Linked DNA regions of Bicyclus anynana: region 2 is linked to region 1. Evidence: chromatin contacts called from public Hi-C data. All regions are on one chromosome and are shown on one strand. Each heading gives the region's core, a stretch centred on a gene start, on an enhancer-like site or on the middle of the called end of the contact. The rest is flanking DNA. Distances are from core to core; before and after follow the strand shown.

Region 1 (6,120 bases), core at 991-3,490:
AATAAAATCTATTTCCATTCCAAATTTCAGCCAAATCGCTTCAGTAGCCGCAACGTAAAAGAGGAACAAACATACTTACACACACAAACTTTCGCCTTTATATTATTAGTGTGAAGTATGAAGTGTGAAGTGTGATATAGAACCTAACGTTCGGAAAAGCAGCTATTTAGCATTTAGCATCAAAATAAAGTTATATTTGTATAGCAACCTTAAATAAAATAAACTAACGTATAAATATAAATCTTCAATTAAACATTCCCACAGCAATAGCCATTCACTAATGAAAACAAGACAGATAACCGTGTCTAACTGTCCCAAATTGACATTTTAATGTAATTGAATGAAGTTGTTACTTTAATCTTTGCCAAAGTATTCAATTATTTCGCTATTTCAATTAGAACCATTACATCTACTAGCATTAGGTATATGAAAACAGAAAATCTATGGTAGTACTATATATCAATAATGTAACTTTCAAAATACATATTTTAATGTTTATGTAAAGTACTCGTATTAGCCCTTCGATAGGTTTAGTAATAAGTATTCAGATGACAAGAAACTTAAAACAGTTAAATTACTACAATTGAAAATATTCCTGCGTTAATTTATTAATAAAATATTTCTGCGTCAATTCGTCGTCCGAAATTGAACTTTTACTATTGCATTTTTTTTGGATTAAGGAACCCTAAAGAATTAACAACACCAAAATAATTAATATAATAAAAAAAAAGTGTGTGTCAGCTCCGACACATGAATGGAGTTTACTCTTTCAGATCGACTGTCTAAATAGGTGTATGTTGCCCCGCAGTATACACTATGTACGTCTCAATACTTACGCCTGAAAAGTGAAAGGTGTGCATCCGAGGAGCAGCAGTCCGCGGCGCGCCCGCCAACAGCGCACGGTTTAAGGTGCACAAAAAACGTAACGCTGTCATTCGTTCATCGAATTTTTCTGCCCATATATTTTTCATACCGGGGGCTATATATGAAAAATCGATTCTTAAGGAGTAAACTCAAAAAAAAAATAGCAATATAAATACATCGACACTAATAGAAACAAACAAGCCCAATAACATATAGTATATAGGTATAGTCGCCTATACAGAGCTCGCTCGGATTCTATAGTCCCTATGTACGTCTCAATACACTCACAGCTAAATTAGAAAGTTGCGCACTAAAGGTGCGCACCAAAAACGTGACACTTTTTCGTTAGTTCAGTTGGTTTTACCCCTCGGATTTTTCTCACACCGGGCGCCTTATATATAAAAAATCGATTCTTAAGGAGTAAACTCCAATAAACTCCAAAAATATTTGACAAATGATCTAAGAATTGAAACGTCAATAAAATCGAATGCAATAATTGCTCGAGCAATAACAATAAGGACAATATTCTAATTGAGCAGTTATTATGTGCACGCTCGTAAACCGAACGTTTTATGCCGTTTTGTGACAGTTAACCCGCAATAAATAAATCAGGTGAAAAACAAATATCACTGTCACTGGGGCGTCATAAACGCGAGGAGGTATTTATCTCGACGCAAATAGCTGAGCGTCGCGACCGCTGAATGCAGTTTCGCCCATTTCGCAAATAATCTGAGGATTAGCGCGGGATTGATGTCAACGCGCGTTTTTGGTGCGCTCTCCTTGCGTGTATTAATAAGCGAATATATTCGCTTGGGGTTATGCTGTTTGCGCATCAATACGCAGATCGAGAGGTCTGAATTCCGCACGCATCGCAAACTACGAGTACAAGATGCGTGTTACTTTTTTTGTACAGGAAACAAACTGTAATGCAAATAGTACCATGTGTTTTCTATCCACTACTATATGTCCTCTACTTCAAATAATAAAAGCATAAATTTTATATTACATTCCTAAAACAAGAAAAGTTAAGTTTATACTTTTAACTTAGTTAAAAGTTTGTATACGTGTTGTAAGTCGGAAAATAATAGTTAACATTTTTTTTTATTCTTTACAAGTTAGCCCTTGACTACAACCTCACCTGATGGTAAGTTATAATATTCGAGAAGATCAACAGGTGCTGATCATATTCAGGAGCACTCGGACTTCAGCTCAAACTGAAATCAATGAGTTAACCCGTATATTACTTTATTGACCCTGTGAGTACTTATAAATTCAAATTACCTTTCGAAATCGTCCATATTATTTCCTTTTCCAGTGTTAAAACTCTACATGCGGCGCGTGCGATTCTCGCGCTGCAATGCGCGGTCAGCCCGAGCCGACCCGAAGCGTTGGCCAAATAGTAATTGCTCGCTGTTATGCTTTCCTGGTACTTGTTTACTGAGGCTTAATTAAGAGCGGCCGCTTATTTATGTACAGCGTGCTCCTTTCCCAACTCGAGCATAATATACGCACGCGCCCGTTAGAAAAGATAAACCATTGCGGACATTTATGTTTTATATCACTAAACGAATGGGCATATTGCTTTTTTTTAAACGTTGCAAGCTTGACAACGTTTGTATTATATCCAATGAAAAACGTAGTTTGATAAAGTGGCACATTGCTTGGAATACACCGGATTTAACATTTTTTAGACATAACTATGGATTGGCTAATCCGATTTTCACGAAACTTTAAGAAGAAACTTCTATAAATATAAAAGACCACAATTTTACCGTGATTGACGAAGGTCCATGAGAACATGAGAGAAAAAGACTTGACGAAAAATTACGTTAAGGAAAGAGACTTAAAGCGACATATGATTAGGAAAGTAGTATAAAGAGGATAAGACAAGGCATTAGAAGAAGAAGAAGACGATAAGGAAGAAACTAAAAAACCTCTCTAAAACACTGGTTATAAGAGTGCAAGAAAAGAAAGAAAGTGCCAAAGAAGAAGACCATAAGCAAGAAACTAAACTAAACTAAACTTCACTCTGGAATTTTCTATTAAAAACGCTTTTAAATTATTCTGTCCGTTTACGATTCCGCAGATACACACAGTGCACAAAGTAGTTCTAAAAGAAAATGTAATTTGTACCACTTGTGTTAAAATACTAATTTATGGAAATACTATTATCGTAAGAGTGAGATCTTGTACAACAAAAGGTTTAAGACCTATCAGATATTGTAGCAATGTGAACCAATATTATTTTACTAGCGGACGCCCGCAACTTCGTTCGCGTAAAATCTGTTTTTTTAGTCCAAGTTTATTATTTAGTGGATAATTCCGGGATAAAAGTAGCCTATGTTCTGCTTCAAGGTGCACTTTATCTCTATACCAAATTTCGTTCAAATCGGTTCAGTGGTTTAACCGTGAAAAGGTAACAGACAGACAGACTCACTTTCGCATTAATAACATTAGTATTGATTTTATATCTAACAGACGCGTTTGCGTGAAATTCACCACCACCATGGATATTTCTGGGTTAAAAAGTATCTTATACGTTGCTTAATACCCTCTTCTATCTTTCAGTAAAAGTTTCGATAAAATCGCTTCAGCCGTTCCAGAGATTAACTTGAACAAACTGACATTTTTAGTAACATGTAAATAACACTTCCCAAAGTGCTGGAACGGCGACCCCGCACTAGAAAGCGCAGTCTTGGTCGACCCCCCACCAGGTGGGCTGACGACATCAAGCGAGTCGCAGGGATTCGCTGGATGTGGCTCAGTATCGTGATGTATGGAAGTCCCTACAAAAGGCCTACGTCCTGCAGTGGACGTCCATCGGCTGACATGATGATGATGATGATGATGATGAAATAACACTTGAGCAAAATACAGTTATTTCTAAATTACACAAAAAGAGTGTGGATGTTTTCATTTCAGAAACCTCTATCGCGTCAGAGGTTAATAACATTTTCTCGGAACAGATTTTGTCAATGTTCGTCTTTAAGTTAGAGATTAAATTAGGCATTCAGACGGCAGCGGTTGTCAACCGCTCTATATTTACCCGCCATACGTCACTCGGGTAACGAGGTGGGCGGCTCTGATGCATTTAGAAATGCGTTTTTTTTTATTTCGCTTCCAAACGAACTAATCTCGAACTAGGTTTATGATGGTGTCAGATTAAGATGTTTTTTGTGGTGTTTAAGCAAATATGTTCTCGTAAAATGGGGTAGCTTGTTAAAAGATGTTTAATAGTAAAAAATATTGTAAATAAAATAAATCTGATATTGACTAATTTAGGTATGTAAATACGTAGGTGGATCTTGGAGAAGGACATAGTATACTTACTTTTTGTCGCATAAATAGATAAAGTGAGAGAAAATTAGAGAGATGTCAACAAAGTCGTACAAAATGTAAAAGAAAACAATTAATTTATGTAAAATATAATTTAAAGATTATGTTGAATTTTTTAGATGTTCTAACAGGTTTTCTACTCTTCTTCAAAAATAAATCGTTAAAATTGGTTCAGCTGTTCTTGACTTACAAATAACAGGTAAATGACCCGACTTTATTTCATACTAGCCCCGCGGTTTCACCCGCGTAGTTCCCGTTTCCGCGAGAATACGGGCATAAAATATAGACTATGGCAATCACAATTAACGGGGCTTTCTAGTGGTAAAAGAATTTTTAAAATTGGTCATTAAATCTACAGATTACCCTCTACAATACCAAACATTTTGCCTAATAAACATTTCGAAACGGTCACTCATTTCGGAAACTGCTTGACGTAAATACATTAAATATGGTAGGGAGGTAGTTTACTTAGTAAATGTCCATTAAGAACGGAAAGAGCGGGATGAAGATAGTTGATATTATAATATTAATATACAATTATATACTACATATAAATACTTATATAATGTATAAATACACACAGACACTGGAAAACACCCATGTTCATTACACAAATATTTTCCAGTTGTTTGCAAAAAGCAGGGTCACTACCCACTGCGCCACGCGGCCGTCAAATCTAAGGGCGGACGAAGTCGCGGGCGTCCGCTAGTATTAGTATACATTTAGATTTCACTGTTCTAAAAAGTGGTAAGACAGAGGAAATGCCGCCAAAGCCACGTTATAACCCAAGAACAGGTTGCGACGATGTCCGCCCAACATTGTGCGGTTCGGAGCGTTTGTACATCATTAGCCGCGTCGCATAAATCTCTATGATTCCGCATAAATTAGCATTTTAACGGGCAGCGACAGCGACGCGAACATTTAGCACTTCGCGAAATTAAAACAAAAGAGAGCCGGCATACTCGGCGTTCGCAAGTGACACATAGTATGCCAAAAATAATTTTGACGACTCCCCCGGCTTAGTTGGTAGTGCTGTGATTCTCAACCGAGAGGTCTTAACTTCGATTACTCTTTCAGCTCGTTGACAATAGAAATCACAATGTCAACAATCATCATCATCATATCAGCCGATGGACGTCCACTGCAGGACATAGGCCTTTTGTAGGCAAAAACATCACGATGCTGAGCCACCTGCATCCAGCGAATCCCTGCGACTCGCTTGATGTCGTCAGTCCACCTGGTGGGGGTTCGGCCAACACTGCGTTTTCTAGTGCAGGGTCGCCATTCCAGCACCTTGGGACCCCAACGTCCATCGGCTCTTCGTACTATGTCAAAAATAGTAGATTATTATATAAAAGGGGCTAAAAATACCCATTATATAGGTACGAGGTATCTTTAGGGAACAAGCCGAGGGCCGCTAAATAGAAACCGAGTGTGTTACACTACACGTTTCATTACGAATAAAACTTAAATAAAATAGCTCAGTATAATATTCTATTTTAAAATTCTTTTTGCAGACGCAGCTCGCAACTCAATAAAAAACAAATGAAAAAAATTACTCATCCCATAGACAAGAACGCTGCATTTCGTTCCAATTTTAAATTTTTATCAAACAATTAGGGCCTTACTTATTACTCGTACCCACCTATGATGATTCTATTTACCAATAAAATCTTCTTCGGTTTATAGAGGTCATTATTTTAGTATGATTACACTATAGTATGATAAAACCCTTTTCGTTTTAAAGTAGTAATACAAAAATTAAAAAAAAACAAACTTTAGCCCCTAGAGGCTGAAATGCTGTTTTAGCCCCACTGTTGAGTGGTAATAAAACGTGTTTTTAGCAAGATTAGTGAAAAAATGTTTTGAATTGGGTATGCTGTAGTATTTACTCAGTCATTGACGGTCAATTATTCTCAC
Region 2 (6,208 bases), core at 2,783-5,282, 91 kb before region 1:
TCTATCTAATAATGGTAAAATATAGTTAGTCAAACAGATACATTTGACACAGCCTTTTAAACATAACAATAGAGTAGGCTGTACCTATATATTACAGTTATTTCTTCCAAATATAGGCTCGAGCATGGACATGTAATATCTCCCCCAGTCCCCGGGGATCTCATCTGGGTGTATCAATCGGCGATATTGGGTGTGCCCCGGCTATCGAAGTAATCTTACAAATACCGCCGGATATTATTCCGATGCCCCGGGTACGGGTAAGGTACGGTATAGTTTTGTGGATGAAAATGGAAAAAATGTAACACGTAGCCATCTATCTGTGAAATTAGATAGAGCAGGCAACAATGAATTGTTATTGGAAAACTTTGAACCACAAATAATAAACTAATCACAGATAAATCAATAATATACAGATGGAGCGTACTTAACACGACGGTGTCGTAGCTGCTCCAAATACAAAATTCAAAAAGTAATACATTCTCGAGTCAGTACGACACGAACTGTCGCACCAGTAATTTTCAATATTATTCAAGAAAAATGGCGTCTTGTGTTTTTAAAAATTTTAAAAACCGTTCTCAAAAACTTAAGGAATAAGATGGTGTTTTTTTTAATGGTAATTATTGATTATTATATTAATTTAGGTACGTAATAAGATCAACTTTAGACTCTTTAAATACTTAAACTTATTGACAGATCTGTAACCACTAGACTAACGAAAAAGTAAGTCCGATGATTACAGAGTCTCCGAGTCTTTCTTCTATTCAAATCATTAAAAATTCTCAGCCCGAATTTGGAAAGTAGATGGTAATCCCATGCCTCGAAAGCACGTTAATCTATTAGTACCTGATATATTACTGTTTCAAGAATCAAACCTTAAGCCAGCCAACCTACATTGATGCAGTGTAATAGCTCTAAGCTCTATATAAACTCTTCAGAAAAGAAGGAGGTCTGGCCCTGTAAGGGGCCCATAAAAATAGGCCGATAATGATGATGTTACTCAATGGATAATAATCAGTAACGGGCAGGAACTAATGTGGTAGTGTGCAGTCACTAAACACGGAGTCAATAGGCGTGGTCACAATCTGGGAAAGCACCAGGCAAGCAGAAATTGAAGAGCGCTATCGTATCGAAATCCTTGGTATCTGGGCCGGCAGTCTCCGAGGAAATCATTGGGAAGGCAACCGGAAAATTTACCGCACATTCCGTGCCGCGAGTAACACACCTGCATCTTTCTTATGCCCTGATACCTACGTGCTCTATTTTGTTGCCTTGGGCTATTAAAGAAAATTGTCGTGTTTTCTTTTGTAACATTTTCCGGCAAATCTGATATTTTTCTTGTTATATTCTTATCTGACTTATTAACGCTGACTGACAGTCAGTCAGTCTTAAAGGTAGGCATAAACTGTCGTCGGTCCAATTCTTATTTCATATGGATCGGTTTTAAAGTATCGGTCTTTGTTAAAACTTTACAACAGTATGAAAAATTTACAATCCATAGAATACGATAGAAAATAACCAAGATATGAAATGAATTAGATTTTTGTATTCACTACTTTAACTACATGAACAGAAGTTCTTTGTTTTAAACTAAACAAACTTTTAATAATTTCTAGAAACAACAAGGAAAATACCAAGGTATTTCACAACAGTACCTACGTCAAACAATTATAGAATCGATTAGAATAAGTAATTATTCACAAGTAGTTTTAGAACCATGCTAGAACTCAAATAGCGGCTATAAATATTTAATGACCGATCGAAGCGTCACTGTTTAACCACTTCGACTTTTTGTATTAAAATTAAACTCAGTTTAAATTCCTTTTATTTAGTAGGAACAATTTTACCTTGTTACGATGGAAAGAGATTTTCAAATTATAGGTATACGAATATTTGGCATTATTTGTGATAAGCAAAATCATAAATTGGAGTTAAAAAAACATTTCAAAAATGCCTCAAACCCAACAAATTCAGCTATGTATCATCATCATCATTAACAACCTATATTCGGCTCACTGGTGAGCACGAGTCACCTCTAAGAATGACAGGGGATAGGTCTTAGTCTACCACGCGGGCCAAATGCAGATTGGCAGACTTCACACACATAGAGATGCAGATTTCCTCACGATGTTTTTCCTTTACCGTTTAAGTTGGAGGTGCATGCCCCGGACCAGCTTCGAACCTACGCCATCCGAATCTAAGGCATATCATATCCACTAGGCTATCACTTCAGCTATGTATGACTGTTTCATCAGAGTGAAACAGTCATTTTACATAACGGAAAAAACACCACCGAGGTACAAACAAACCACTCATAATAGGCAATACGGATGTCTCCCTTTTTCACAAGAAATAACTCTTTAAAATTATCATCATTACATTTGGTAACAAACAGTAAGAGTTAAATGCCGTGACGCACCCAATTTGAACCTGTAACCTTTCCCGCCAGTGAATGGGTCCAGAAATCGGAAATATAATTAGACCACATTGTCCCAACAATCACGACAGACCGCAGGCGGTCGCCGGAAAAACTACGCACTTGACATTTGGCGCAAAGTCCGCAACGCAGTACGATGCGGTTATCCAGGGCTGGCACACACACACACAGTTAATTAAGTTAATTTACAATACAAAAATGTCTGAGCAACCAATCTTTTGTTATTTTTTTTTGAGAAATAGAGAAATATAATATAGTGAAATGGCTCGTTTATAGATAAATTACATATGTACTTATACGTTTTAGTTTTCGTTTCCAATACGTACGGAAAAGATCTGAAATTCTTGGAATATTCTTAAGGTTACATTGAATCTGGTTAACCAACCATTTACACCGTAGGTGGTAGGTACAGTTAAGTTAAGTTATGTTTAGTAAATTGTAGATAATAGGTAAGCTGTTTCCATATAATTGCAACATTATTCATTATTATTTATCATCATTAATTTTAAATTGAAAATTTAGCTAGACATTTTAAGTACTCTTTCCATTTTAATAGAAAAACGCTGATTTCTTTTGATCTGTAGTGTGTGTGTGGTTCTTGCTTTTATGGTACATTGGTGCTTTCTCAATGTATTTTTAAGCGCAAATACAGATTTCGATAGTTTTGCCAGCCCTGGTCACGAAAACGGCGCAATTTGCGGCCGCAGGTCCGTTCGGCGACACGAACGCAGGATCTGCGCCCGGCGTACTCCAATTGTTTTTGATTGCGCACGCGTTCGTTCTCATTCGGTAATTGCGCAGTTTTTGCGGTCGCTGCGGTGTCGCGCGTCACGCTGGCGGAGCTCACCGTGTTAAGTAGTCGTTTCGGTTTTGTGTCTATGGTCTATGCCGTAGAGTATAGACCACTGTGATGGTTTTGAGTCTGTGCAATATGGTATAGAGTATATTTAATAAAGGCTTACGTGTGTTACTTGCTAAAATTTGTCAAACAAACCATCGTTGGATCTTAATAAACGATATGCGGTATGACACCAAATATCGTGTCGCCTTATCCCGTTTCTTTACCGTCTACGCCAAAGTTATTCTCTGTTGAAGGGAATGCTACTATGATTTAGTATACGTCTATTTACTTTTCTGTCTAAGAATATTATATATGAAAACAATATAATTATAACTACGATATTAATTGTTAAATAGGCACGATGAAAACAATGCTGCACAGTTTTAAAATTAAGTTAATTGCTTAGTTTAAGTACAACACATTATCTCTAACCAACAGACGGTAACAATATAAGAATAAGAGAAAAAAAATAAAATTTAGCTTACTGAAACATTACTAGACCTACACGTGGCAACATACGAACAGTTGAAGCAATGCTTGTAAATAGCGAGACTATAAAGCAAGTAGGACCGCAGAACGCAAAAATGGCCGACGACATCCATGCTATTATGTTAAACACAAACCACCTGTCCTCGCAATCACAACGAGCGACGATGGCCCGCGTAATCGCCGTAATTCGCCGTAATTCGATGTAATTCGCTGTAATTCGCCGTAATCAGAGTGGGGTAGTGCCGTAGCCAATGGTGTGCTAATGGTTACCGCCTACGCGACAGGTGGATCTGAAGACTCCGCGATGTCGAACTTTAACAAAATGTCATATGGACGTGTCTAGAGTGATCAATTTCAAATAAATTAAATATAATTACGGAAATATTACTTTAGTTTGGAAAATATCTTATTAATTTATTGAGTGCATTACGCAAGTCGTCTAGAAATTCGGGTTTATATTGAATTTTCTGATTTGCTGAAACCGAAATTGAACCTACTGTACTGTATTGAAATAATATGTTTAATAACAGACATTAGCGAGATTAGGGCAAACAGACACAGAGATAAAATATCTATATCCTTCTCAAAGATTTCAATCTGTCTCCAAATCAACAAAATTCATCAAAATTCTTACTGAAAAAACAGAAATAATCTTTGCAAACAATTTATGTAATTATAAGAAGTACTAGGTCATCATAAAAGTCAAAGAGGTTCATCAATCATAAAGCACCATTCAAATCAAAGTCTCAATCGCACTTCTCATAATACAAACCAATTACGGCACGATTTGACAATACGCCCCGCGTTCTAATACTGTAATAGCAAAAGCCTGGTAATTACAAGGTGGTAATCAATGTAATAGAGTCGATTACGGTAATATATCCGCGGCAGGATCTAGGTGAGGCTAACTACCTAATTTGCCATCATCTGGCAAATTATACGTAGATTGCCAGGGGAACATAGAAAATTACATTTATAATGATTCTGTGTTCTTTGTCTACCTATTATTGATGGTATTTTGTTTAAAACCTTCGGAGATTCGTGTGTGTGATAGCTGCATACATTAAATATTGATTGTATGTATGTTTGTTTGGATGTTTGTTACTCTTTAACGCCGCTACTAATGAAGCGATTTGGCTGAAATTTGGAACGGAAATAGATTTTACTCTGGATTAACACATAGGCTACTTTACATCCCGAAAAATTCCAGTTTGAGGATGGTTTATATTAAGTAAAAAGATACCGGTCAACTTGAGAACCTCCTCCTTTTTGAAGTCGGTTAACAATACTTATTTGAACAAGATCAACGGTCTTAGCTTCTTTTAAAAATTGAAAAAAAACACACAGTATTTTTACATAATGTGCAATATGTAATTAGGATGTTCGATTTTCGAATTGAAGAACAGGTACGACGGATGAAAGCATTTAAAAAAAAATACAAAGATGTGATCGCATATTTAGTGAAGATCGTACCGTATGTAAATCGGGAACGATAACAACAGTACTAGAAACACGGTAATACCTTCGCCTCGGCCCATTCAGGCGCGTCCCTAAAAGGGCTGGCCCGCTGCGATTGCAAATTGCGACAACTCTTTGTTCTGCGATTACAATTACAGGTATCGGCATCGTACCATAGATACTAGAGTTTGATAACGTGGAACGCGTGTATCTTTTTTTTTTGGTTGAGTCGTTTCTAAGCACAGTAATAAAGTCGCGGAATTTCTTTGTTTTTTAGCAGTTATCTGTGAAATTAAATTTTAAAAAGTTGTTAACGTTTTAAGTGAGCCACAAAGTTCAGTTTTGTAGCCTATTATTCGGTTCACTTTTTGCAGTGATTTTGTAGGGACGTAACCGATCTATAGTATAAAATTATCATTGTCGACTAACGTCTAACGACTAACTGTCATTATGACTAACGGCCTAAGAGTTGAACGTCTTGACTGTAATACATATTTATCAATAAAAATATTTATAAATGCAAATATTTTACCAACTATCCATAACATTAATTTAAATGTGGCCATAAGAACAAACAATAAATTAAATAATATGTTAATTTGACGATATTAATTAATCAACAGCCGATAAACTATCTCTATAACAAGACAATGCTCTATATGGAGATCAATAAATAAATTATAACACTTTACGGCACACTGAAGTGGCGATAAAGTTAAACGCGTCAGCATATTTTACAGCACACCATTAAGATTTATTAACAAGGCATTTAGTTACCGAGATTAAATAATAATAAAATCCCGTCCAAATCAAAGGAATCCTGCCCTAAATCACTACAGACGGTAGTAACTAAATAAATATTTTCACAAGTGTTTATAGTTAGTTTTTTTTAAAGTATTCCTCGCAATAAATCATTGCGTTTGTGAAAACAACGAATCCTTTGTAATCGTATAGGCAATTAAATTTCCGAACGTAAAAACGTCCCG

What was found. Hi-C and Micro-C count contacts between places; a contact is called where the count stands out from the background.
Region 2: a contact with region 1 is called in a Hi-C map of whole body, with 2.1 times the contacts expected there. The contact joins two enhancer-like sites. A contact is called at or near these places in 2 of 2 Hi-C or Micro-C datasets (whole body and whole larva).

What each region holds. Positions count from the first base shown.
Region 1 is chr21:13,486,306-13,492,425 of ilBicAnyn1.1, reverse strand. The region is part of intron 9 of LOC112054591 (homeobox protein homothorax); the gene reads right to left. Among protein-coding and RNA genes, the nearest start is that of LOC112049545, 68 kb to the right of the region's middle. Within about 2 kb of position 2,240, at least 3 of the 8 cell types and tissues checked have open chromatin away from gene starts, as enhancers often do.
Region 2 is chr21:13,579,460-13,585,667 of ilBicAnyn1.1, reverse strand. All of the region lies in intron 11 of LOC112054591 (homeobox protein homothorax), which reads right to left. Among protein-coding and RNA genes, the nearest start is that of LOC112054612, 100 kb to the left of the region's middle. Within about 2 kb of position 4,032, at least 2 of the 8 cell types and tissues checked have open chromatin away from gene starts, as enhancers often do.